Regions from separate parts of the Bicyclus anynana genome. Here region 1 is linked to region 2. A link is a contact called in public Hi-C data. All regions are on one chromosome and are shown on one strand. Each heading gives the region's core, a stretch centred on a gene start, on an enhancer-like site or on the middle of the called end of the contact. The rest is flanking DNA. Distances are from core to core; before and after follow the strand shown. Region 1 overlaps LOC112057786 (homeobox protein abdominal-B). Region 2 overlaps LOC128198436 (a long non-coding RNA gene).

The links. A called contact is a pair of places that touch in the nucleus more often than the background predicts.
Region 1: a contact with region 2 is called in a Hi-C map of whole body, with 4 times the contacts expected there. The contact joins two enhancer-like sites. A contact is called at or near these places in 2 of 2 Hi-C or Micro-C datasets (whole body and whole larva).

The regions. Positions count from the first base shown.
Region 1 is chr10:6,481,151-6,487,737 of ilBicAnyn1.1, forward strand. LOC112057786 (homeobox protein abdominal-B) reads right to left here. Exons shown (of 7, transcript XM_052883841.1): 6 at 4,640-5,236. The coding sequence starts at 5,195. Among protein-coding and RNA genes, the nearest start is that of LOC112057794, 63 kb to the right of the region's middle. Within about 2 kb of position 4,266, at least 8 of the 8 cell types and tissues checked have open chromatin away from gene starts, as enhancers often do.
Region 2 is chr10:6,354,082-6,360,175 of ilBicAnyn1.1, forward strand. The region is part of intron 1 of LOC128198436 (a long non-coding RNA gene); the gene reads left to right. Among protein-coding and RNA genes, the nearest start is that of LOC128198436, 26 kb to the left of the region's middle. Within about 2 kb of position 3,755, at least 8 of the 8 cell types and tissues checked have open chromatin away from gene starts, as enhancers often do.

The DNA.
Region 1 (6,587 bases), core at 3,016-5,515, 130 kb after region 2:
CTTTGTCTAAAGCGAGTGGATTACGTTATCTGATTTGTGATATGCATCTAAGTTTTACCGTCTATATTTCACCTTTGTTCATATCTCCTCTTTTATTCTGGGCATCTAGAATATTTCCTTTTAGACTGAACAGCTTTATATAAAAAAATTTTCTTTATGCTACAGGTTTCTCTATGCTTCAGGTTTATCAAATGAACTTTTTTTCTCAGTGGGTGAATTTGTCGGGGCAATTCCATTTAGTCACGTATTAAAAACTAATTTGACTTCTGGTTCTCTATACCTATCTTCTATTGAATATTACCATACTATATCCACTATCCAGGTACGTTTGATTATATAGACGTATATTTAATCAAAGCCAGGTACTATATTCACCTATGATTTGAACTAAATAGCCTTTTGGTATTATACGCAAGTTGATAATTGAAATTGAAGAAAATAAACTGTACATAAATGTTGAAATGGACAGCCATAGTAAAGCTGCATAGAAATCTCATTTGTCACGAGAATAGATTTCTGTTGTAATAAAACGAAAGAAAATAAGACTTTCTAGGCCTGCTGCAAAGAGACATCACTTTTACTTTGTGATAAATCAATAAAGACATAACGTCAATTCATAGTGTGATATTTAGCTTCATGCAAACTCTTCACGCGAGGTTTCGCGTTAGTATTTTTATTTCAATCCAGCCTTTCCTACTGTTGATGTGAATTTACTTTAACTTTATTTTTTTTTTAATTTAAAAGTGCTGGTACGATTCATATATTTTATGTATTATTAGGATCGCCATTAATATTTGGAATATAATTCTTTTTAAAATTGGTATTTTATCCTTGCCAAAAAAACTCTAGCAAACAAAGTCTGCATAAAGATATATGTTATAACAAAATAATTAATTGAATAATTCAATTCCTTTAATTTATTTATTAACCATATTACACCGTTGCCTGTAATATGATTGTACCTTGGAGATAAGTCTTATTTCACATACAAGATCCAATCGAACTATTACTAAAACTGATAAAACTATTCTGTGATTCGAGAGTCCAAGATTTAAAATGTAGCAACAAGCAAATTTACTTTAGCTTGTATAGTTTTGTTTCAATAAAATGTTGAGCTACGTGTCACAATTTAATTTATTTATGCATTTGATCTGTTTTGATGACATTGTAGAGATTACCTAAAACTTTTTTGACTTTTTCTCTACATGTTCAAGTGATGATGCAATCTAAGATGGAAGTAGGTTAACTTCTTAGGAGTAGGATGAAATCCACCCCCTTTACGTTTCTACGTAGGTTAAAACGAAAAGTATTCAAATTAATTTTATATAAAATTTCGTAGACTCGTATTTTCAAGAAAGTGGAAGACCGAGGCTAACAATTCAATTAATAGAAATGTGTAATATAATATGTGCCGATAATTATATAAGTTTTCAACCCAAGTATCGTCAATGGAAAGAAACAATTATTTAAAGGTAACTTATACATATTTTTTAATTTGAGACTGAAAGAGACTAACGTTCCAATTAATAAAAATTATGTAATATTAATCAATAAAGAAATTAAGTTTAAATATTCTTTAGCAGTAGCAAATACAGTCAGCAATATAAGTTTTCAACTTTGGGTATATTCTTCATTCAAAGTTTATACATATTTGTTTTTAATTTGAGACAGAAGGAGACTGACCTCTCAATTAATAAAAATTGTGTTAAATTAAACAATAAAGAAAACTAAGTTAAAATAGTCTTTAGCAGTAGTATGATTTTTATGAATGAAGAATATAAGTTTCCAACCCAAGTATCGTCTATGGAAAGCAACAATTGTTTAAAAGTAGCACAAATATTGGTGTTTAATTTGAGAGAGAAGGTTCCAATTAATAATAGCGTTTTAATAACCTATAAAGAAAACTAAGTTTAAATAGTCTTAGCAGTAGTAGGTACCTGATACAGTCAGTATCAATTGTTATGATTTTTATGAATGAAGAATATAAGTTTCCAACCCAAGTATCGTCTATGGAAAGCAACAATTGTTTAAAGAGGACATAATGACGAGTGGAGTTGTCAATTACGTGGGGATAGGTAGCGATCAGAGGCAATAAATGTGCGGGTTCCGTTCGCCCATAAAAGTTACCTACCAGACCGCGGGCAAGTCCTTTGATAAAATACACCCGCTTGTTCCAACGGCTTAAGGTCCAAAATCTTACGTTGTCGGCTCGCATTTTGTTTCTGTCATTCCGGTTATGGCTTTGAAATGAGAGGGTTATTTAGCAATGCATGTTGTACTGTTTTAAAGAAATGCTAAATCTGTATGCTTGCTAATTAAACGGGACATTTCCGAAGCTTTTATTAAAATTGCTTTGTTAGTACGTTTGCTTTTTCCGGATCAATATTGATAATTCAATTTATTATAAAAAATTGTTGATAAAATCTCAAGTAATATTATAAAGAGATTTCTTTTTTGTTTGTTATAAATAAGCTCTGAAACTACTAAATTGATTTTGAGAATGAAAACTACGCTGGTTGGCTATGAAATATAATTGAGCAGACATTTGGTAAAGTCTGATAATGCAATAATTTGCGAAGGAGCTGATCTGATGATGGAACCAGAATGCAGACAGAAGAATTCCTCGACCACTAAATTTAATCCTGATGACGAGAATTTAATAAAGACTACCCTATAATATATCAATATTGATTGATTTATCTCTTTGCTGAAAGTAAAAGGCTAGACTATACTAGGCACCTAGGCTGTAGAAAGTCACACAATCTAACCAGTAATGAAACCAGATAGAAAGCATTTATTAGAACTTATGCATAATAATATGTTATCTACATGTGTCTTTATTTCTAGCTCATGAAGAGGGTTTGATTTTGTTTATTTATACAATGTAGACTGGATCTCACAAGGCAGACTTACTATGACGCTAGATCGCTTGGCACTACATCTTTGTCTGCATGTGGTATCGAAAGTCAATCCATATCAGTTTGAAACCAAATTAAAAATCCCTAATTGATCCAAACTTGAAATAAATTCAGAACCTGCCAACTATAAATTATACGCGTACAAAACTGCGCCAGATATACGCTAAGAAACCACGATCGCGAATGAAAATCAAACCGGCTTGCGCGAAGTAAGGCTCCGAACAGAGCATAACTGTTCTTCAAACCGTTCGTAAGCCATAAATGCACAAATCAAAGTCAATGTCAACCTCAGGTGGGCCATAAACACACAATCATAAAGTGACGTGAACACTCGCATAACTTTTTCAACAATTGTTTCCTTTTAATGGCCCATTATATAGTACGTTTTACGCAAAATTATGTCAAGTTACACCTCTGCTGTAACAGAGGCGCGATAAACCCATCTTTATGGTTAGGCGGCGATCGAAAGCGAACTAGCGTCGTCCGTTTATGAATGGAGCCTTTTTATTGCTCTCATATTGACAGTCGAGGCTGCCTAATTACTACTTACTAGCGATTTGGGGAAGAAACCAGTATTATCATTGCACGTCTATGACGTAGTCGCGGTTTTACGATATCATAAAACTGATATACATCTACGGCTGTAGCGTAAGTCTCGTGTACAGTGTGTTCCTCGCCCCCAGGCTCTAGTTTGTTTTTTATCGCCTCATCAGCCTAAACAGTGTTTATTGTGGCAATATTTGGTTTATTGCCACCACTCAAAGATCGTCAGTTTATTGTCTTAACGCCCAGGTATCGTGTTTATTTATTAGTTATACATTTTTATTGGCGCTTTATTTTACGTAAACTTTAATTTATCGCCGGTTGTATAGCGCCGTTTAACATTGCCTATTAAACGATGCTTACGGCTCGTTTTTATACATTCGTAGCACGTGTTTCGTTCATTCATCAGATTTATGGTGCCTTGTGGGAAAATACTTTGATTTCGCGTCGTCTTTTTACGTTTTACACTCGAACAATAATATACCCAAAATTGACTCTACATTACCTAATACGAACGACTACCTTTTAGATGTTTAGATAACAACATTTTTGGCTTTCTATATTTGTACCTTCTTACCTATTGCAGGTCTCTGCATTCTAAAAATAGACACCTTTTCAAAATATAATCATCAATTTCTGAGCAAATAATATACTTACCTACATAGTTGCAAGGAAATAAAGAATACGAAACTGCAGCCACTGCAGCATTGCATGACGCTGATAATGATAAACTTACAACCCACACGGACGACACGTACAGTGGTGTGCGGCACGCACACCAACGCACGCACACATGGATCCGGCTGGAGCTGAGTGTGTGCACGTCGTCGCGCCTGCCATCTAGCGGCCAGCAGTGCCACCCACACCCACAAGGGTCAAGGTTGATAAACTCATCATAAATTATTTATTTACAAAATATATTCATCTGTCCCTGTGAGATTTTAATAAAGTCATTACCATGATATTAATTGACTACATACGTAATAAACACGTTCGAACCTTGAGACTTCACAGAACTATTTGTTTACAAATTTAAGAAATGTTTTCCTAGCACATGTGCCTTCGATAAGTTTGGTAAAGATTACAAACATTACGGTGCCGTGACCGGACGTCGAAGAAAACGTGTGCTCACGGGTCGAAGTTGTTTATAAATCTAGATTAGCTGTAGCGATACTGACCAGGCAGCGCGCTGGGCGGCGGGTAGGGCGCGCTGGACACGGACTCCGGCGCGTAGTTCCGCAGCCCGTACGCGTCGTGCGAGAAGCCGGACGCCTCGGACACGGCGGTGCGCCGCTCCTCGCCCACGTACGGCAGCGGCTGGTCGCCGCGCGGCGCCCCGTACGGGTAGTTCCAGCACGGCTGCGTGAAGCCTTGGTGGCAGCCGTCCGCGTAGGGCTTGTACTCGCCGCCGCCGGGCCAGAAGGGCAGGCCCGCCTTGCGCTCGCGCTCCACCGGCAGGTTGTAGTACGTGGGCCCGGCCGGGTACTGGTGCTCGAAGGGTGCGGGCGCGTCGGGCGGGTAGCCCCACGACTGCTGCGCGTGGCGGATGACGCCGGGCTCGGGCTCGTAGCGCTTGGCCGGGATGTGCAGCGGCTGCGGCGGGTTGGAGCCCACGGACGCCGGCGAGGCGCTGGACGCGGACGGCGGCGCGGCGGCGGGCGCGGCCGGCGGGGAGCCCCCCGGGGGCGACGCGTGCGCCTCCTCGTACAGCGCGCCGCCCACGCCGTTCATCATGCTCCACCAGGCCTGGCCGGTGGAGTGCCCGGAGGCGGGCGCTGGCGACACGGCGGCCCCGTCGCAGGCGCCGAGGCCCCCGACATGGTTGTCAGGGTACAGGGTGGCGGCCGGGCAAGCCACGGGTGAGCAGGAGCGGGCCGGCAGTTCACGCGCGTCGCGGGCACATCGCACCACGCGCACACGCGACCACGCAGCGGCACATGAAAGTCAAAACGCGGTTCCCAATTTAGCTTGCTGGCCGGACGAGAGACGACCGCGGCGACCCGACACTCTTGGAAAATATTCGGAAAACTGCACGTCTACGTTTCGACGTAGCGGTCAGTCAGTGTGATCTTATCAAAATTAAGTCCAGGTAGCACGAAACAGTTCTAAATATTAGATTAACAAAAAAAAATTAACGTCAAACAGTCCTCCGAACAGAGACGGATCTCAAAGGAAAAGTTCTGCAAAGCACTGATCGTAGTTTCCTATCGGCGAGAATGAAGTCGCGAGCGTATCGTAATGTGATCGCGAGGATGGAGAGAAAAAAAATACGAAGCGCGCGTTCGGCAGCGCGGTCGAGCGCGGAGTGGTGGCGCGCGGCGGTGTGCGGCGCACGGCGGGCGCACACAGGCAAGCGATGCGACGCCATCTAGCGGCGGGCGGACACACCGCCGCGCCGCCCGCCCGCACAAGCGACTCTACATTCGGCTCTCTTTATTTTTTATCGAAGGCTAGACTTCGACGTAAAGTTATTTTATTTTTAAATATTTATTCTTTATTTTCAGCTTATTGTATGTAGACTTAATATCTCAATAGTTACTCAATTTATGATGTACTTAATTAATAAAATTATAGTGTAAATTAATTAATCTACATAATATATTTTTTTCTTTTGATAGAACGTTATAAAATGAGTATAATATTTATAAATCCGTACAAAATACTAAAATAGTATTGTAATCATAAAACAATCAAAGTGAATCAGGGCAAGGGTTGCCGGTTTCCTGAGCGCGGGTGCGTAGTAAAGCGATTAATGGAGGCAAAATAGCCATAAACTGCCGTTTAACCAAACTGCAAGCGTCACCGACCATCGCCAACTTGCCACCGATAAAAAAGTCGAGACTTTATGACGGCAACTCACTCACGTTTTATTGTGAGTATAAACTTAATTTTATCGTCTGTTAATTTTACCACAAATAATCATAGTACTAGACACTTTATAATATATTGTTTTATGTTGATCGCAAGGTCGTGTTCTACTGTCTCATATTTTGGACAAAATTTTCTTACTTACGAGAGAAATACTCAAAATGTCGGAGCTCTTGACCTTACTTCAGCAAACGTTCAATGTGTAGACACATTTGTTACAGTATTTCCTAACCACTTACCTACTTATCTTACTTATCT
Region 2 (6,094 bases), core at 2,505-5,004:
GTTAATAATAAAAATGTAACTTTCAGACAGACAAATGTCGTTTCCAAGAAACTCGAGAGTTAAAAAAATCCTAGCGTTGCACGATAAAAGAAACACAACCAATGAAGAAGTTGTACAGAAATCAGTGAGTACCTTCTTCACTGTATTTATTTATGTTTTAAGTACTTACTACACAATAGTTATAGTAATTCATCACAGTAATTTACAATTTCCTTACTGGAACGGTATTGTAGCCTGTAGTAATGGGACTGTGGGATACAATATTTTTAACTAAAACTTGAAATTAACATAATTTTTAGTAATATTCAGATAACGAAGAGAATAACGATGATTTTCGTCCAGCTCATCATCAGATAGACTCTCATGATGAGACTTATTGTGAGGGTTAGTGTTTTTATATACTTGAAGTGATTTAAATAAGTAGTTTTTTAACCTATTATTACAGAATTTAATTGCAATTCCATCAACTTCATCACGAAATATTCCAAGTCCAAGCTAAAATAGAAAGAAAACATAAGCAAAATGAAGCTAGTTGGCGGGGAAATGTGATTAAAAAGCTAAACTGTTCGAAGACGTTTGTCTTCAGGCTTTTGGCCAATTATATATTCGCTGATGATATCTGAGGTACACATAACAAGCACCCAAAACTAGACGACGTCATAAAGGGAGACAGCATACGAAATTATATAAAGGCTATACTAAAAATAGAGTCCCATTAAACGAGAGTCAATACAACAAGGGTTTTCATAGACGGAAGTAAGAAAATAGGTGATATTTACAGTAATTACGTTGAAGCTCAAAAGCAAAAGAACTAGCCTTATGGGAATTATGTTATATTTTATAAAATATTTACCCAGGAGTTTAATATACTATTTATACGGATGATAAAGAAAATAGAAAAGATGACCACGAGAACAATTTGAAAGAAAAACAATTATGTTGAGAAGAAAAAGCTTAAGCAAGTTAAATGTTTTAAATTTTACCATTTGTGATTTAAAAACTAACAAGGCAGAATGCTATGTTTGAGACGAGTCAAATGCCACCAGAGGAGTTTATGACTTAGGAACTTGTGTCTCTTTACTTTGTGCCATTCCTGTAATAATAACGATAGTTAGAAGTTGCCAATTGTTGATTTTACCGATTTAATACTTTAAACTACTATGTTCTTGATTTTCTTTATTCCAAACGTCAATAAATATTTCTTTCTATATCGGCATTTTTTGTGATAATTACTAACTATCGACTCTAAAAGAAGAAAATTTTATCGTGTATAGCGTCATAAGCCTACATAATTAAAAAAAAATATTTTGTTTATCTGCAATAATGACACTAGTGATACCCGGTGTCACAAAAACCTTCGTATCACTTTGAATAAATATGAAACTTAAAGTTTTATTCTTTTGTTATATAAAATGATAATCACTTTGTCATGTTTAATCTATAAAAACAACAAAAATTAAGATTATCTCCCGTAAATCGAATTATAAACATTGAAAATGCTCTCCTGTAAAACAGTAGTTTTTGAGAAATGTCAATGTTGTTGCAAATGAGCGATATGTTAATGTAGCTAGAACAGGTAATCATTCTATGCACATTAAGTAGACTTTATTTCATCACAATTCCAATTCCAACAAGAATCATAGAACAAGTAATTCATTTACATTGCGATACCATCTTTAGATAACTTGATTATTGTAGAAGCTTTAATGATATTGCGCCAGTGAAGTGTTATAACCGCTAGAGAATTGTTTGTTAAGGTAGTTAATAAAATAAAAAAAAATACAATTTAGCAACTAAGATTTATTTAGGCAATTCAAATTTATTGACTAAATTAAGAAAATCACTTAGGTAAAAATACTTAATTACAATAATATTTAGTGCCTTCGGCCAAGACTAGTTAGTTGTAGTCTTACAGTAAAGACATACTTCCCACCAAGAGACATTTTAATTTTACGGCTATCTGAGCGGCTACGTAGAAGCCAGTCAGATAAAGTACAACCAGCACTCCTTTCTAGAAACCATATTTTAAAGGTCTTGTCACACAATACAGTCTCGCAAAATTAAAAAAAATTGCAGTAGCCGCAAATTTCGTAATAAAAAACAGGATATTTTTTTTATCTAAATACACTAACTTATACATTATTATAATATAACATTAATTTATCGACAACAGCTAATATTTTCATCCCAAGTTTTACTGTTTTGTCTAGTTCACTAGAACTCTCTAGATGCAATAACATATCACTGCTTAGTACTGACTGATGTGAATAATTATGTATGTTAAATTATTCCTCATTATAAAGCAAATGATTATATTTTGGCTCAAGACACTTTGTATTTTAATTTAGCAGAACTAAGAAATATTTTTTTTGTCTATTTATGGGGATATTTTTTTTTATCATATTAAATACGAATACTCAATTAACAAAAAACGTTACCAACTATTTATTATGCCCCAAATACTGTTATTCAAATGAACCCAACTTCATTCTACTCGAAGTAAGTATTTGATAAAGTTCTATTTTAAGTTCCGGTAGCCGCGTATAAGATCGTATCTGAAAATTTTAAGATTGTTCAATTAATGTTTTTTTTTATGATCTTACATCATCCATACTAATATTATAAATGCGACAGTATGTTTGTCTGTCTGTATATTGCCTTTTCACGGCTGAAATGCTGACCGATTTACATGAAATTTAGTAGGTTTAGAGATAAAGTGGATTTTGGACATAAGCTACTTTTTATCCAGCAAAAATCCATGGTTCCCGTTTTATAATACACATTAAAACACAAATTAATCTTCTAATTTTTGTTCTTTAGTAGGTAGGTATCATAAACCATCACGTCGAAACGTGTTCCAAAGATTTGCTTTGCTTTGTTTTGATTTGGCAAAACGCGAATTTACTACGTTCCTACGTCATCTACGAAATGATGCTTTATTTTAGTTTTGAACGATCAACCATTAAAAATTAAAATTATTTTGTTTACTTTGGATATCATGAAATACTTTATGTGACACCAGGTTAAATAAAACAACACAGTTAGATTTTACGTTTTTTTAATTCAAGTGTTATCTAGCTAAACGTATAATATAGTATGTCGTATGTTCATTACCATAAGAAAATAATCAAGTAAGAAAACAATCAGGAAAAAATTCCGACAAGAAATTTCCATCGTCATCGTCAATAGCTATGAAATAGTACCGAAGTCAAACGATATTATTAACAAGAAATTATCCTGTATATATAGCATCATGTATAAACTATATAGTATAAATTTTGCCGACGGTTTGAAATGACAAAGACTTGACTGTAATTGGATAATCTTTCTTTTATATCGAAAACAATAATCTACTCTAATATTATAAAGAAGAAAGTTTTGTATTTTTTATGTAATCACTCACAAAAAAACGACAACAAAACTCAAAAAGCAAAATTTACTAGAAACAAATAAATATGAACTGAGATTTTTTTATTAAATAGTGGTAATTGGATATACTCGTAGTGTGTAATTTCCAAATACAAAGATTTAAAAATTAGTTTTATTCGTCATATTGTTAAAAATATATCCAAATACAAAATTGCAGATGCAACTTTATACAAAAGCTCCGTAGCAGTTTAGTTTCATTTGCCTCAACTAGATGTCGCTAGCAGTCAGTTCCTAGCTTGGCTTTTGTTTGCTTTACTCTCGTTGAACTCTTTTGACTGTGTGGGTGTACCGGCTTTACGTTTACTACAACTACAGGCACACATTGTGTAGACGTCGCGTAAATATAGAGCTCTACGAGTGGTCTCTACGCACACATTGTCACTGTCTTATCAGTATAGTAGGACGCGGTAAATAAAGCGTAGTAGTGTGTGTGAACACGTTGTTTCTGTCAATGTATTTCAATGCGAGAGTTTTAGTCTCCACTGCCAGTAGATGGCGCGACTTTTAAGTTTCACTACATTTTAAGTTTTATTAGCTTGACTAGTTGTAGACAAAATCATAAAACGTATATTTATAGTCTAAGGCTTCATTAGTTAAATAATAATTATGTAATCTATATTTACCTACTGACAACCATTTTAACACTGGGACACTTTTTTGGAGTTCATTAGGGTTGAAAATTTTCTAAAAAGCTGACAAATTTTAGTTAGGTCTTAAGTTTTTTAAAAGTAGGTAGGTAGTTGGATAAAAACATATTCACAAATAAAAACTATACAACCAAAGTTCTACGCTGATACTTTTATTTTTTTTTACTATATCTAGATTTATATTTAGATTTAAATCTAGATTAATTCTAGCTGTAGATAACATGTTCTCTAAATTGAATAAAAATTTAAATATTCACAAATAAAAATTACACAAACAAGGTCCTACGCTGATATTTTTTACCTTTGCAACTTATTATTCTATTTTTTTTACCTTTGCAACTTATTATTGTAATGAGTTTATCCTTATACTAAATTATAAAGACCTACTTAGATATTAATATGTGAAAATATATCATATATTTTCGTTATAAATTTCGAGACTTAATTAATTGGTTGAATCCTACTCAGAGTACCTAGTATAGATAATTATAATTTATCACACTATAATAATAAGCTACATGCGATAGATATACCTACTACCTATACTTGGGTAACTATACGCGTTCTATTTTATGTAATGCCATAGCCAGACTACCCAAGTCTCGCGGGAAGTAGCGAGGAAAGTAAGCAGGGAAGTTATATGGCGTTACTCGTCTTGCCGCATAGCGTTCCGCGCGCGAGTAATTCCGCGAGTAAAGTATGTGGCTCGGCAAGACATTATCGCGGCAGCACGAGAAGCATAGTGTGGCAGCCGGGTGAGGAATGTGCGCGTGCCCATTACCTAAGTTTTATGAATCGTTTTTTGAGTCCGTCCGTCTTCACTGTAACGTGTACAAAAACTTAGTTTATACTTAGGTAAATACATACACACAATGATTGGTAACGTGCCATGTTCATATTACCATTATTTTTTAGATGTAGAGTTTATATTATTATTATATCTAGATTTATATTTAGATTGAAATATAGATTAATTCTAGTTGTACCTAGATAAAATATTCTCCAAATTAAATCTGCATTCGGTCAACTTGATAAATTTTGTCTCATGCAAACTTGAACGTGTGTATAAGCGATCATAGAGGAGTTAATTAATGTTTATATCTACTGCCTGGTTCAATAGTACCTACCTAAGCATGTGATTTCGGTTCACGCGGTACTTGGATTAATCTATAAAATAATGAACTTCTTTTTTCCAAGATTTTTTTTTTATAAAATTTTCAGCCCAATGAAGTTGTTAAGTTTGTGGTATCACCACCGTGCCTAGGTAAGTATGCTTAGCCTTTGGTCCTGGTCAATATCGTCAACATATTGTAGTGATCGCTAAAGTCAAACATCACCTTAGAGTGATGAGGGGTAGGTTAGCGGACCAGACCAAATTGGAGCCGCGTGGTATGTCGCAGCTCCATATCTTTTTTTCTTTTTTGTTAAAAAGGAAGGCTATATATAACCCAGCTAATGATGATGATAATAAATAGGTACCTACTTATTATGTAGAGCTGTACAATTTTATTGAAAATCTACTCTATACCTAATACAGCTGTAGAGGTTGGTTGTTTGAGCCTCTACGTCTACTTAATTATTTTATTAATACCTATCAGCAGTAGTGTGCAGTTCATACATGCAATAAAGCAATACCTATCCTGAGGACTCATTACAAACCTACATCTGAGAAGGACTTTTTCATTTTTGTGCAATTCGTACCTATAGTGCATACCATAGTTGAAAGCCTTGTGCACGCCACTGATGTCAGTAGCTAATACTAAAGGTAAAATGGCGCGGTTGCGATAACAGCAGGAAGAGGACCAACGTGACATCCTGTGCCACGGAAGCAGTTTTGTACAATAAGATGAATCCTCCGATAAGTAGATCCGAATTCCGAAGGTTTCGTTTATGAAAATATACGGTACGGTACGGTACGGTATACGGTAATATATTTATAGTATTTTCAGATAACATCAGTCAAGTTCTTAATATCACTTCCAGTCTTAACATTGGTTGAATACCGACCGTAGAAATGT